Linked DNA regions of Mus musculus: region 1 is linked to region 2. The links are chromatin contacts, called in public Hi-C maps. All regions are on one chromosome and are shown on one strand. The core of a region is the stretch at or near the end of the contact, and the rest is flanking DNA. Distances in the headings are between cores, read along the strand shown.

The links. Hi-C and Micro-C count contacts between places; a contact is called where the count stands out from the background.
Region 1: a contact with region 2 is called in a Hi-C map of cerebral cortex, with 3 times the contacts expected there. The contact joins two enhancer-like sites. A contact is called at or near these places in 1 of 39 promoter capture datasets (liver), 1 of 15 datasets of contacts at CTCF or cohesin (the NIH/3T3 cell line), 4 of 484 Hi-C or Micro-C datasets (the N1E-115 cell line, cerebral cortex, cortical neurons and 1 more), 13 of 115 datasets of contacts at active chromatin or transcription factors (SST interneurons, astrocytes, craniofacial prominence and 10 more) and 1 of 9 other capture datasets (embryonic stem cells).

What each region holds. Positions count from the first base shown.
Region 1 is chr12:13,210,334-13,216,584 of GRCm38.p6, forward strand. No RefSeq gene overlaps it. Among named protein-coding and RNA genes, the nearest start is that of Gm24208, 32 kb to the left of the region's middle. Within about 2 kb of position 1,933, at least 30 of the 459 cell types and tissues checked have an H3K27ac peak or open chromatin away from gene starts, as enhancers often do. A contact at or near this core is called in SST interneurons, cerebral cortex and cortical neurons, where this site is marked.
Region 2 is chr12:12,679,104-12,685,086 of GRCm38.p6, forward strand. No RefSeq gene overlaps it. Among named protein-coding and RNA genes, the nearest start is that of Gm34637, 12 kb to the left of the region's middle. Within about 2 kb of position 1,743, at least 117 of the 459 cell types and tissues checked have an H3K27ac peak or open chromatin away from gene starts, as enhancers often do. A contact at or near this core is called in SST interneurons, cerebral cortex and cortical neurons, where this site is marked.

The DNA of each region.
Region 1 (6,251 bases), core at 683-3,182, 530 kb after region 2:
GACACCAACTCTGCCTCCCTCCAGAATCTTCCTTCTGACTTTCCCTATTGAAGTCACCTTGGGAAAATGAGCTCATCTCTTTCTAAACAGAGCTTTGCCAGCTTTGTCAATCTCTGTGAAACACGAATCTCTGGTTCCATCGATTTTCTTCTGTTGTTTCCATTTTTTGTTTATTAACATTTGCTCTAATCTTTGTTGTTTCCTTCCGCCTGCATGCTTTGGGATTTATTTTTTCTCTTTATTCCCCCTAGTTCCTTAAGATGGGAATTTAACATGAGATTCTCTTTTTATCTTGAATTTAAAAAATTATGTGTATGTACGAGTGCCTGCATGTATGTATGTGTACCATGTGTGTGCCTAGTGTCCTCTGAAGCCCAAAGGGGAGTCGGATCCCCTAGAACTGGAGTTATGAGTGGGTTCTGGGAACCACGTTCAGATCCTCTGCAAGAGCAGCAGGCACTCGCTCTGAAGCCCTGAGCCGTCTCCCTAGCTCCCCTCTTTCCCATTTAATACAACGATTCACAGCTATAAATTTCCCTCTAGCCACTGCTTTAGCTTCTTCCCCTAGCTGTCTTTACCATTTCTGTTTTCACCTTTCTCAGAGCAGTTTCTAATTTCTCTCAGGATTTCATCTTTGACATGGCAGCTCCATCTCTTCCTTGTGCTTGTTTACTGCTATGATGCTCTCTGTTGTTGACTTCCAAGTTCGGTCCAGTGTGTTTGGTGCCCGTGTAGCTCAAAGTCTTTTGAGCAGACTGAGGCATGTCTATGGACTACCATATCCTGGGGAATGCTCCCTGTGTCCTAGAGGGATATGTATTCTGTTGTTGGGGCCTCTAAAGATAGAGTCTTCTCAGCCTATATTCTGCTAGTTATAATTAAGTCTTTCCAGTTCTGGTTGAAAACCAGGTATTGAAGTATCCAACTAGTATTCTTGAATTTTTACCTTGTTACTTTAAACCACAGTTTCCTTAAAGGACAATAATTATTCCTGCTTTACAGAGGGGTAAAGAATTTAAAATACACTGGGTGGTGGTACGTACCTTTAATTCTAGCACTTGGGAGGTAGTGGCAAACAGATCTGTGAGTTCAAGGCCAGCCTGGTCTACAGAACAAGTTCTAGGATAGATAGAAATAGATAGACAGACAGAAGATGGGTGGGTGGTTGGTGGATGGAGAGAGAGAGAGAGAGAGAGAGAGAGAGAGAGAGAGAGAGAGAGAGAGAGAGAGACTGTGCACGGTGAGTACTGCTGCAGTGGCTCTGGATGATTGGCAGTGCACAGTGGTGGGGAGAAAGCTTTCCATCCAGTAGCTAGCTGGTTCTGGGTTACATCAACATACTTTCAGTCTGGAAAACACAACCCCCCTAAAGGAGACAGTCACGGCTCAGCCCTGTATGACTCTACAGCCTAATTTCCAAGATGTACATATCTCCCATCTTAAAAAAAAAATCACGAAACTTACAAGCTAACATATTCTAACCTGTCATCCGAACTCTGCTAGCTGGATCATCACAGAAGGGTCACGAAACTTGCCTACTCCTCTCTCATTCCTTTCTTTTCCCTGTTTAACAAATAAATGCTTACTAGCAGCCCTGGCCGGGCCATACTCTGCCCTGGGTCCAGAGTATGCTGAAGGTCGGCCTGCTTTAAATGCCCTTCTCTCTGCAGCAAGAGGTAGTATGTCTAAGCAGGTAAATAAAATGCAGGAAGCGTATACTTTGGGAGGGGAAGGAACAAAAGGTTTAGAGCACACATAAAGACAGAGGTGACCTGCCTAGTAGGGAGGAGATCGTGAAGGAGCAGGAAGAGTGGTTCCCAACAAAGCACTACCAAAAACTGACAAGACATGCAGTCCTCAACAGCAGCTTGAGTTTCATAACCCTTCCTGCCCCTGCCAGCCCTCTTAGGTGGGAGGGGGCCCGGGGAGGAGGAGGAGGAGGAAAACAAGAGGATGTTACACTAAGTGAGTCATCCAGCCTCAAATAACCGAGAGCTGCTAAAGCAGAAAGTTCTCAGCTTGGAAGTGTGCCAGCTTCAGTGCTGCAAAAATAGCCACGATGAATTCACATATTTCTCTGGGAGTGTTGGTCCATCGTACCAGTGAAATCTCAGCCACAGCAAATTGGAACTTGGGGCCCATATGCTCAAAATCATGCTCAGATTTTGGTCAAAGGTTTTCTTGAGAAGGCTGAAAAAGCTGTGATTTTGTTTTTTTGTTTTTTGTTTGTTTGTTTGTTTGTTTGTTTGTTTTACTGAAAGTGGTCTATTCTTCCATTCTGTTGGGGTTATTACACTATGGGATATTGTTTCCTGCTCGGAGTGAAAAGTCTCGGTGTTTTTCTGTTGAAGGCCTCCATCATCTAAGCATGATAGTCTCGTCAGTTGGAAAAGGTCACAATGTAAGAATGCCTGCACACTGTAGAGGGAGAAGAGGCATTGTAGCCCAAAAGCCTCTCACTAGACCATTGGTTCCTAGCTTTCCTAATGCTGCAACCTTTTAATCCAGTTCTGCATGTTGTGGGGACCCCCAACTATAAAATCATTTCATTGCTACTTCAGAACTGTAATGGTACTACTGTTATAAATGGTAAAATAAATATCTGATATACAACTGTTGGTGGCCCACAAGTTGAGAACCACTGCTCTAGCAGCACCTTGACCCACCTGGAATAGGTATGTGACAGTTTTAGAGAGTTTAGAGCTAATTTGCTTAGTTAGTTAGTTAGTTAGTTAGTTAGTTAGTTAGTTAGTTAGTTAGTTTTTCAAGACAGGGTTTCTCTGTGTAGCCCTGACTGTCCTGGAACTCACTTTGTAGACCAGGCTAGCCTCGAACTCAGAAATCTGCCTGCCTCTGCCTCCCGTGTGCTGGGATTAAAGGCGTGCACAACCACGACCCGCTAGCTAATTTATAATGTGTAGGGGAGACAAAGAGATGAGCTGAGGTTTTCCTGGAGGGGCACAGCAGGAAAGCCCACCTTCCAGGGCTTGACAAACTCAACATCCAAGACCCTTGCGCCTCAGGCTCCTTACCTGAAAAAGGATAGCGCTGGCTCTTACATGAGTCAGAATCCAAAATATCTGGCTTCTGGGTGGCATTCCAGAGCAGACTTTTCATTCAAGGGGCTGGGTAGGATGACTCAGGGCCCTGACACTGGGTAAGATCCTGACAGTCAAGGAGGGAAGATCTCCCAGCAGGCAACAGCATAAGAATAAAGGCAGTCCTAGCACCATTACTTTCCAGCCATGTCATCTTTAAACTAGTAACTACCCTCTTGGTGATGCTTGGGAAATATGAAGGTAACCTAGCTTCTGGGTTGTTAGGACTGAACCAGAATGGGTACTTAGAATGATGCCAAGTTCACAGTATAGACCAATAAATGATACTTACTGTTTTTTACATAGGGGTTGGTGGTATGAATGGAGAGGATTTAAGGAGGAAGGTTGGGAAATAAAAGATTTAAGCGTCTTAGTTTGGATTTAATTAATAGAGGCCTATCTCACTTTCTTGGGTGGGTTTGACACAGATGATAAACTATATAACACTGAGTGTAATTTTAACTGTGCACTCAGTGGTAGAAACCAAATGAATTCTGTCACAGATTTAAATGGCCCCAGCAGAGGATGTTCTTGAGTTGGTGACTCAGTTCTGCTTCCATCACCTAAGAAGCTATTCAGTCATAGTAGAAGGTATATAGCTGGAGAGAAGCCATTCACTGATAGCAGAAGGTATATAGCTGGAGAGAAGCTATTCAGTGATAGCAGAAGGTATATAGCTGGAGAGATGGCTCCCACTTAAGAGCATTTGTTGATCTTGCAAAGGACCTGGGTTTGGTTCCAGCACCTATGTTGGCTCAAGTCATGTATAACGCCAGTTCCAGGAGATACAATATCATCTTAAGAGCTCTACAGGTACCAGGCACATAAAATATGCAAACACATCAAAGAAAGTTTAAAAAAAAAGATAGGAAGGAAGAAAGGAAGAAAAATAGAAGTTACTTGCTGAGAAGGGAGATTCTGAAAGACCATCCACGTTTTGAGTGTTCACATAAGTCCCCATGAGCTGCCATATGAAGTGACTAGGCTCATTGTCCAAGCTGTGCAAGCCCACACATCCTGCCCTTGTCCTCACCCATACCCACCCACAGGCAGGCAAGTCCACCAGGGCCATTCCACAAATTTCTAGCATGCTCTCCAGGGGCAATGGTGTAATTCCTGGGATCAGCTGCATAGGAGGCAAGAAAGCCGGTGGGTGTCAGCAATTAGTTAATGTGATACCCACCTCACTTCGTTCAGAGCTGGCCTTTCAGAGACAGGCAAAATCAAAGGAAATGACTGAGAAAAAGCACTCCAAGTTCTGGAGATGTTAATGAGCACAGCAATTAGCGTAAGCACGATCCTGACATGTATGGAAAATCTTTATACGGAGAAGTCTCCAATGGTGGGCCCAAGAGAAGGCGTGGGGTGGGGGGTAGTCCACCATACTGTGACAGGAGGAACCACCCAGGCACTAGCCATGTGGGGCCAATTCGCTAAGGAAAAAAAAAATTCCAATTCACACTTCTTGGCCTTCAAGATCTAGGTAAAAAAAAAAGCCACAGACTCTGACAAATGTAATGGGGAAATAATTCCTTGGAATCTGTGAATTTGCTTAGATGGAAAAGAGGCAAGTCAGGTAATCCTTAAGTGACCCCAAGTGGTAAAAATACACCAACACATGTGTTCAGGCCTTTGTGGGTATTCACAGCGCGACACTAGCACCACCTAGTGTACAGAACTGGGAAGTGAGCCACAAACCCACACACCCTGACTCTGGTTGTCTCCATTAGCACATAGGTTTTATTCTGCAGTGTTTTCTTGGTGCTGGGTTGTGAGCCAGTGGGAAAACGAGTAACAATTTATGGATGGACACACATTACAAGATTTGTTATTACAGTCTACAGTACTAATACCAATATTTTAAGTAAACAGTATGTAATGATACGGATATGATCCAATTTCTCCAAATTGCCTGGCTTTTAATGCCAAACAAAATATCTCAAACTGTAGTCTGAGACTGTAAGCCGGTCCTCGCTCAAGCATGTCTCAGGGTTCTTTAGCAAGCGCTTGTAAGTCTGACTGTGGCTAAGCATGCCATCTCATGAACTTTAAATGGCTTCTACAGGGCTTTCTTGCTAGCCCCCTTTACAACAATTTCCTCACAGTAAAAGATCAGAATCAGTTCCCACCAGTCCAGTACCACTTTGTCTAAACACAGAATTTCCCTTTATGTCCAGTCAGACTTTAAGCAGCTAACATCTGCGAGCAGCCAGGGAATCACAATATGTGGGGAAGGAAAAGCCAAACTCATGATGGCCATCACTACTTCAACACTCAAGTAATAGTCTCTCCTCCTCTAATCAGTTTCTATCCGAGATTCTCTACAAAACCCTGAATGCACACTCATGCACATGTGCATGCATGCATGCATAGGGATGGATCAGGCTCCACTTAAAACAGCTTGCTAGCATCACCTGGGACACCCAAGGCCTACTCCATCCAGAGCAGTCACGGCAGAGTTCCTGGAGGCAAGGTCTAGACAGACCCTGCACTTCATTTAAGGAATCTGGCTCTCATGTCCTTTGGGCCATCTTTAGGGTAAAAATTTGCCATGAGAAAAGCTCTGAGAGCTACTTCTGTGTTTCTCTCAGTGGTCCTGGGTTCTGTCCTTGAACTAACAGACTCTGATGTGAGTAGGTTAAAGAGAAGTCTGTAACTCTTATTGGGTCCTGCAGACCTCCTAGATTGCAAAATCTTTCAGATTTCTCTCAATAGTTTAACTAGAAGTGGAATATCAGAAACAAAGAAACTAAGGCTTTAAAGAATTTTAAATGAATCTAAAACAACTGAACAGAAATTGACAGCAAAATACTCAATCTTTTCCTCCCTTAAAGGAACCAACCCCCTACAGTGCCCTCTCTCCCTATAAATCCCATCCCTCCTCCCCACCCCACCCCCCAGGAACCCCCTTTAGTTCCCTCATCTCTTCCTCCCTTGAAAGACATCCTTCACAATAGCAAACTAGTATCCCTCCCTTTCCTTCCTGGACCATTGCATTTTTGTTCCAATAGTCCCTCCTCCACTCCCACGAAACCAGATCACTTCGGGACTGCTACTAGTCCTTTGGAAAATGACATTATCTAGTCAAACGATAAGATTGCTGTAAGGAAATCTACCCTGGGTTTCCTTGTGCATTTACTCTTTTTTTTAATT
Region 2 (5,983 bases), core at 493-2,992:
CTGTCTGGAGCGACCGAGTCCCTCTGTTTCACCCTTGCAGCCTTACCTCACCCCCACCCCCATTGTTTGAAGGAGACGGTCGATGACTTTTTCTTATGGTAGAATGAGGTCACAGAGTGATGCTAACCTGCCTCACAAGCTATGCTTGCTCTCCTATTGATTTAAAACGTCACCAATGCCATGGTCGAGAACAGCCTAACAGGACAATTAGAATTTCCTTCTTAAATTGTAGTTGCTGCTGCTGCTGCTGCTAGTGTGTGTGTGTGTGTGTGTGTGTGTGTGTATACAAGGGTGTGTGGAGCACACACACAACGAATGTGTGCCTCCTTCCACCCTTATATGGGTCCCAGGAATGGAACTTGGGTCATCAAGCAAGTGTGGCAAGCACCTTTATCTTCTGAGCCATTTTATTGGCCCCAGGATTCTTTTTTCATCCTTACAGTCCTATTAACAATCCAACACTGTTGAAGCTCTGAAAGAGTCAATGGCACCCAGTGTCGTCAATCCAGGAGCATCATATGAGTGGTCTCCAAAGTCAGTGCTTCTCAGCACACCTCCAGTAGGTGTCTGTCTACACTGGTCATGCACGATATGGCTTCTGGACCTGTATCTAACTCCTTCCCTTTGTTTATATGTTAAGGACAATTTCTTCAGATAAAGAAATCCATCTGAAATTCATAAATACCAAGCAGTACATGATGCATAAGAACAGTCACCAGCAATCTGTTAAAGCCACTGAATTCCGTGTGCATTTGCATGTATGTATGCGCATGTTCATGTGGATTCAGGCACACTTGTGTACATACCTGTTTATGCGTATATATGCAAATGGAGCTGGAGGTTAAAGGGCAATCTTCAGGTGCTCTCTACATTTTTTTTAAATGGCAGATAGTTTAGCATTCTGCAACTTGCTGAGGGGGTGGGCTAAGAAGTCCCAGAAACCCACCTGCCTCCTCCCTAACACTGAGATTCCAAGTGTGCACAACCACACCCAGCTTGTTTTTAATGTGAGTTCTGGGAATCATGTCCTTGTGCTCCCAAGGTAAGCGCTTATTGATGAGCTATCTCCCAAGCCCCTCGACTGAGTTCTTAAGGGACCACCGAATGGCTAACTCAAAAGCAATAATTGTGCCCAAAGACGTAAACTCTGACCCAGAAGACAACGCTTCTCAATGTTATCAAGAAATCTCCGTTGCACAGACAAGTACTGAAGAGATCCGGCTTGGCTCAGCAATAGCATTTGTCACCAAGGAGTGTATCCTCCTTTCTGCCTATCAGAAAATGCCTGCAACCTCACCTCCAAGCACAGGCATAGGCAAGCACACATACACACGCACACGCCCCCACTCACACATACACACACTGTGGAAGCTAGCCGGCAGCCCAGCCCACTTGATCTCTCTTCAAACCCAGAGAGCCCTTGCTGACTCCACAAACCCTGGTCTACACCCCGGCTGTAGGCGGCTCTTGACTGGCAGAGCTGCAAGCCAGGGTATCTTTGTAGGGAACAACACCCTGCCAGGCTAGACTGTAACCTGCTGATGCGGTGTAACCTCACCAGCACTGTGGAGATGCCACATCTGGAGTCTTTCCCGGGATTTTCACTCGAGTTCCGTTCAATAGCTACCCTGTCTTTGGTGTGTTAGCACGTTGATGAGGCTGGCACTCTGTTCAGACATTCAGCCTATCTCTTTCCCCAGGGCTGCGTGACTCCCGTGACTCCTCCCCCAGACACAAACCTCCTTTCAGCCGCGCTGAGACTCTAAGCCCTCTCCCCTTCAGCTAAGAGCCATTGTATCAGCTGTGATTTATGTACAGGCCTTTGTTGGACTCCTGGTTTTGACAGTCTCTGTGTTGTCGAATGGTAATAATTACGGGGCCTTTCATCCTTTATTTACGGGATTGCTCTGGGGGAGAGAGGCCTGGCAATGGGGTGGGGGAGTGCGGGGGGGGGGTGCCGGGGGGTGCCGGGGGGTGCCGGGGGGAGAGGCTCTTTTTCTGAACCTCGATACAGAACCAAAGGAGTAGGGGTGCTTTGGAAGTTATAAATAGCAGCTCAGAGAATAAAGAAGTCACCTCTGCAGGCTAAGGGAGCTTACAGAGGACAAAGGACTCCGAGAGCTGGGAACACTGTGCTGCTTGGAGACTGACAGGGCTAAATCGGGCGTTTCCAGGGTCCTGCCCCTTGTTTTCAAGCAGCAGAGTTTCATCTGAACTCAGGTCTCTGACTGAGGTGACAGGGATGTAGCTTCATTTCACTCAGCCTGCGAGGAAGCCTCCTCTCTGCCTGTGGGGATGTCCTTCCCTACCTCCACAAGCCCTTCTCAGATAGGTCTAGAGCTTTCTGAAGCTCCCGTATTACCCAGGGCTCACTTGTGAGTAGCCTAGGTCACATGGATGCTTCTGGACAATAGGAGTGGACAGAAGGATGCTGGGACTGGAGGCCAGGTGCTCAATGGCGATTAATGCTCAAAAAGACACAGCAGAGGAAAATGCTAGACCAGCAATGAACTTGAATGTGCGAAATTAACCTTAAAGTCCTGAGCCGCTAAGATTTCTGGGTTTATCTGTTCCTGGAGCACAGTCACTTATCTGATCAGCTTTGTAGCTGTCCAGCTTGGGCATAGAGATACCAGGGGCCATCCACTACCCTCAGAGTGTTCTCAGTCTGAGGGAGGAGGCAATATCAGGATAAATATGAGGGATGGCCACAGTGGAGGACTAGCACTGTGTGAACACAGAGAAGGTTATCTTGCCAGATCTGTGGTACCAGGAGTGCTCCCTGGAGTCAAGTGTCTTGTGAGGGATCTCGGAAAGCAGGTCTCAGGCAGTGGAGCAGACATAGCCGTGGGGACTTGGGGCAGGGAAATAACAGAGGACTGGCATGGACAAGAGTGGTGGTGCTGTCATGGACAACACTGCCAGGAACTCCAAGACAACCTAGTGCTGACTCACTGAGAGCCCCTGGACCTGGGGAAAGGAACAATTAGTACAGCTGGTTTTCGTGGGCGCTGCCAACGACTGGGGAGGATGTGGACAAGAACATGGATGTGGATCATACGGAGAATAAGGATGTGGGGATGGGGAAGCACAAGAAGACAGAGCACAGATAGGATGTGGCTGTCAGACTGGATGTGGTCCAGGGGGGATGAGAATCACAGGGAAGGATGCGGCCCATGGGGAGGATGCAGATCAGAGGCAGAACAAGGATCAATCAATGATGCTTACAGTGTATACAGGTAAAGCACAGACCTGTGGATCTCAGAGAGGGACGAGCAGCACATGTAAGTGCTTGGTTATCAGTTGCCACTGGCTTCAGGGAGCTGAACTTTTTGCTCCTTCAACTTCTGAAGGCCAGAGACCTTATCCAGGAAGACAAATGATAAAAGATACCACACATACCTGAGCATCATAGACTGCAGCTTTCTTACCTTATCTCCCATCTGAGTACTAACTAAGACCCACCTTGCTGAGCTTCCAAGAGTGGGTGTGTTCAGGATGGATTGCCAGCTTTTTCTCTTTCTCCTTGTTCTAAGGAATTCTGAGTGACTTCAACACACACAAAGACCTAACCCTACCCGTAGCCATGTGAACTTTGAGCCACCTTATTTTTGAATAGCCAAGTTCCTGAATGACTTTCCTCCTAGAATGCAGAGGTAAGCAGGAATAAGGAACTGAAAGACCACAGCTGTACCAAGGCCTTGGGAAAAGACTCAATGGAGTAGAATGGCCTCTCCCAACTCCAAAAGTGATGGCTGAGAAGATATTTATTTATGATCCAAAAAATGTTCTACAGAACAACCACTGAGGCCCCGTGTTGAAGACACAAGGGGGTTTCCACTACATGTCCAGTCCTAAACTCAGATGATTTTGTTTAATTTTTGCAACAAACTTGGGGGAAATGTGTCATTAGCCTTACATCACTACTGGGGAGTCTTATATAACCAGACAGGGTACATAACATGTCCTTGATCACACAGCTGGGGCAGATTTCAACTCCTACCCAATGTGCTTCAGGCTTCCCTATTTAGGCTTCTAGATAGACACACAAATGAGGTGTCCAGGCCCTGAGCTTGGTTTTTGGAGAATCCTTTTTTAAACTAAATAGGGGTGACAGCATGGAATACCCACTATCTTTGACCTTGCATGTAAGAGCAACTAGAGAACAAGGTAACGAAAAAGAGGCTCCAGTCTTTAGCCTTAGACTTGGTAATATACTCCCTCAGAATTACACACAGTAGGGCCTCACCATAAAACAAGTAGAGATGTGATCTCTCTTTGACAGACAGGGAAACAAGCTCAGAGAAGCTGAACGACTTTGGGCAGGTTTCATAGGTAGCTAGGGTAGACTTGAGCCTACCCGGCCTGATACCAGAGAACATGACTTCTATCTAGGCTCATAGAAAAGGCCAGATGCAGAGTTTCTTGCTAGAACTCCAGGTCCCACCATTCAGCAAGCATCCTAGTAGGGTCAGGCAGTGTTAGTGCCTGCCTTGCATCTGTTCCCACAACTCCCTGTGAACGTGTTTATCAGAGGACACAGGCTCCGTTTCTAATGGTTTGCATGGTTCCATTTTGGGGGAAGATTGAAAACCTTGGTGTGTTTGTGATCTCTCTCCACTTGGCCATGCAGTGGATGAACAAGAGTAAGGATGGGCAGGAAGCTGAATTCCAAGTCTCCCTCGGTCCTTCTCTTCTTTGACTCAGAGCACAGTATGTGTAACTCCCACTCACAGAAGACACAGCAGGCTATCTCAGGACTCCTCCCATTGGCCTTCTCCTTTCCTCTCAGATTAGAGAGAAGAGGCGTTCCTTTAATGTCAATGGCCCATTTAAAGTACAGCCCATGCTCTGGCCTTCCTAGTCTGGCTGTGTGGTGCTGAGTAGGTGTCCTATCCTCCCCATGTCAGGGTAGCTGCCTTAGCTATGACAGACAGCAGGTGTGAACAAGGAGAGCCTGTCGATGCCAAGCAGTGCCTATCCTTCTGAATTCTCCAGTCACCGTCCCATAATTACTTCCTCCCTGGCACTGAGCAGAAGGAAGCACCTGGGAACGCAGGGGCTTTTGGGTTCACAGGCAGAGGTAGAGAAATAGACTCAGCTCTCGTGTCATGCTTTCCTCCTCTGATCCAAATCAGCACTGGTCCCCGCCCCCACCCCTCGTCCTCCCTGGTGACTGTCTGGCCACACTGCGTAGGGTACTCTTAACAATCTTCAAGGTTTCCAGTAAAAGCCTAGATGAAGTGAAGGCACTGGTAAGGGACTAAGTGCAAGGACGCCTCTCCTGTCTGTGGATTGAATGACATCAGAAGCTTAGTTGCCCTCCAGGTTCCAAGGTACATTTTCCTTGAGAGATGACAGCAAGAGACAGTGAAAGGAAACGTCCCCTGGGAGTTTACTAGAAAGCCAATTCTCTGTCTCAGAAAGAAGGGATCATTGAACACACCCTGCTCTTGGGCCCCTGCGATTTTTCCTGCCTCGTGTCTGTGCTCAGCCCTCTCGCTGTAAGCCAACAGCTCCGCCTGTGAGATCAGCATTAATTAAACTGGGCTCAGTTGAAGCTTTTCCTGCCATTACAGTCGGAGAGCAGAGCAACTTGGAGCAAGACTCCTTCTGATGAATGAAGCATATAGTTATTGTTTTCGATCCCTCATAGCCCCTGGGGATGCCGCCTGGCAGGGGGGTAAATGAAACCTGGTACAGAATCCTCTATACTCCCCAATATGACACAGAATTTCCCACAGCCCGGGTTGGTTCCCACCCTCCCTCTTGGTAAGAAGGGGAAGGTGGTACAGGCGCTGTCAGTGTGCACAGCCATGGGACTTTGCCTCCCACTTGGGCTCGGAGCTTCAGCTTCCTTTTCTCTTGTCTGAGGATCAGGTCTCGCCACACAGGTTGAGATAAAGCGTAAGGATTACATTAGAAGGGAAGCACCAGCTCCAAGGGTGCTTTTGCACAGTCCCCGGGATTAATTTGAGTGGCT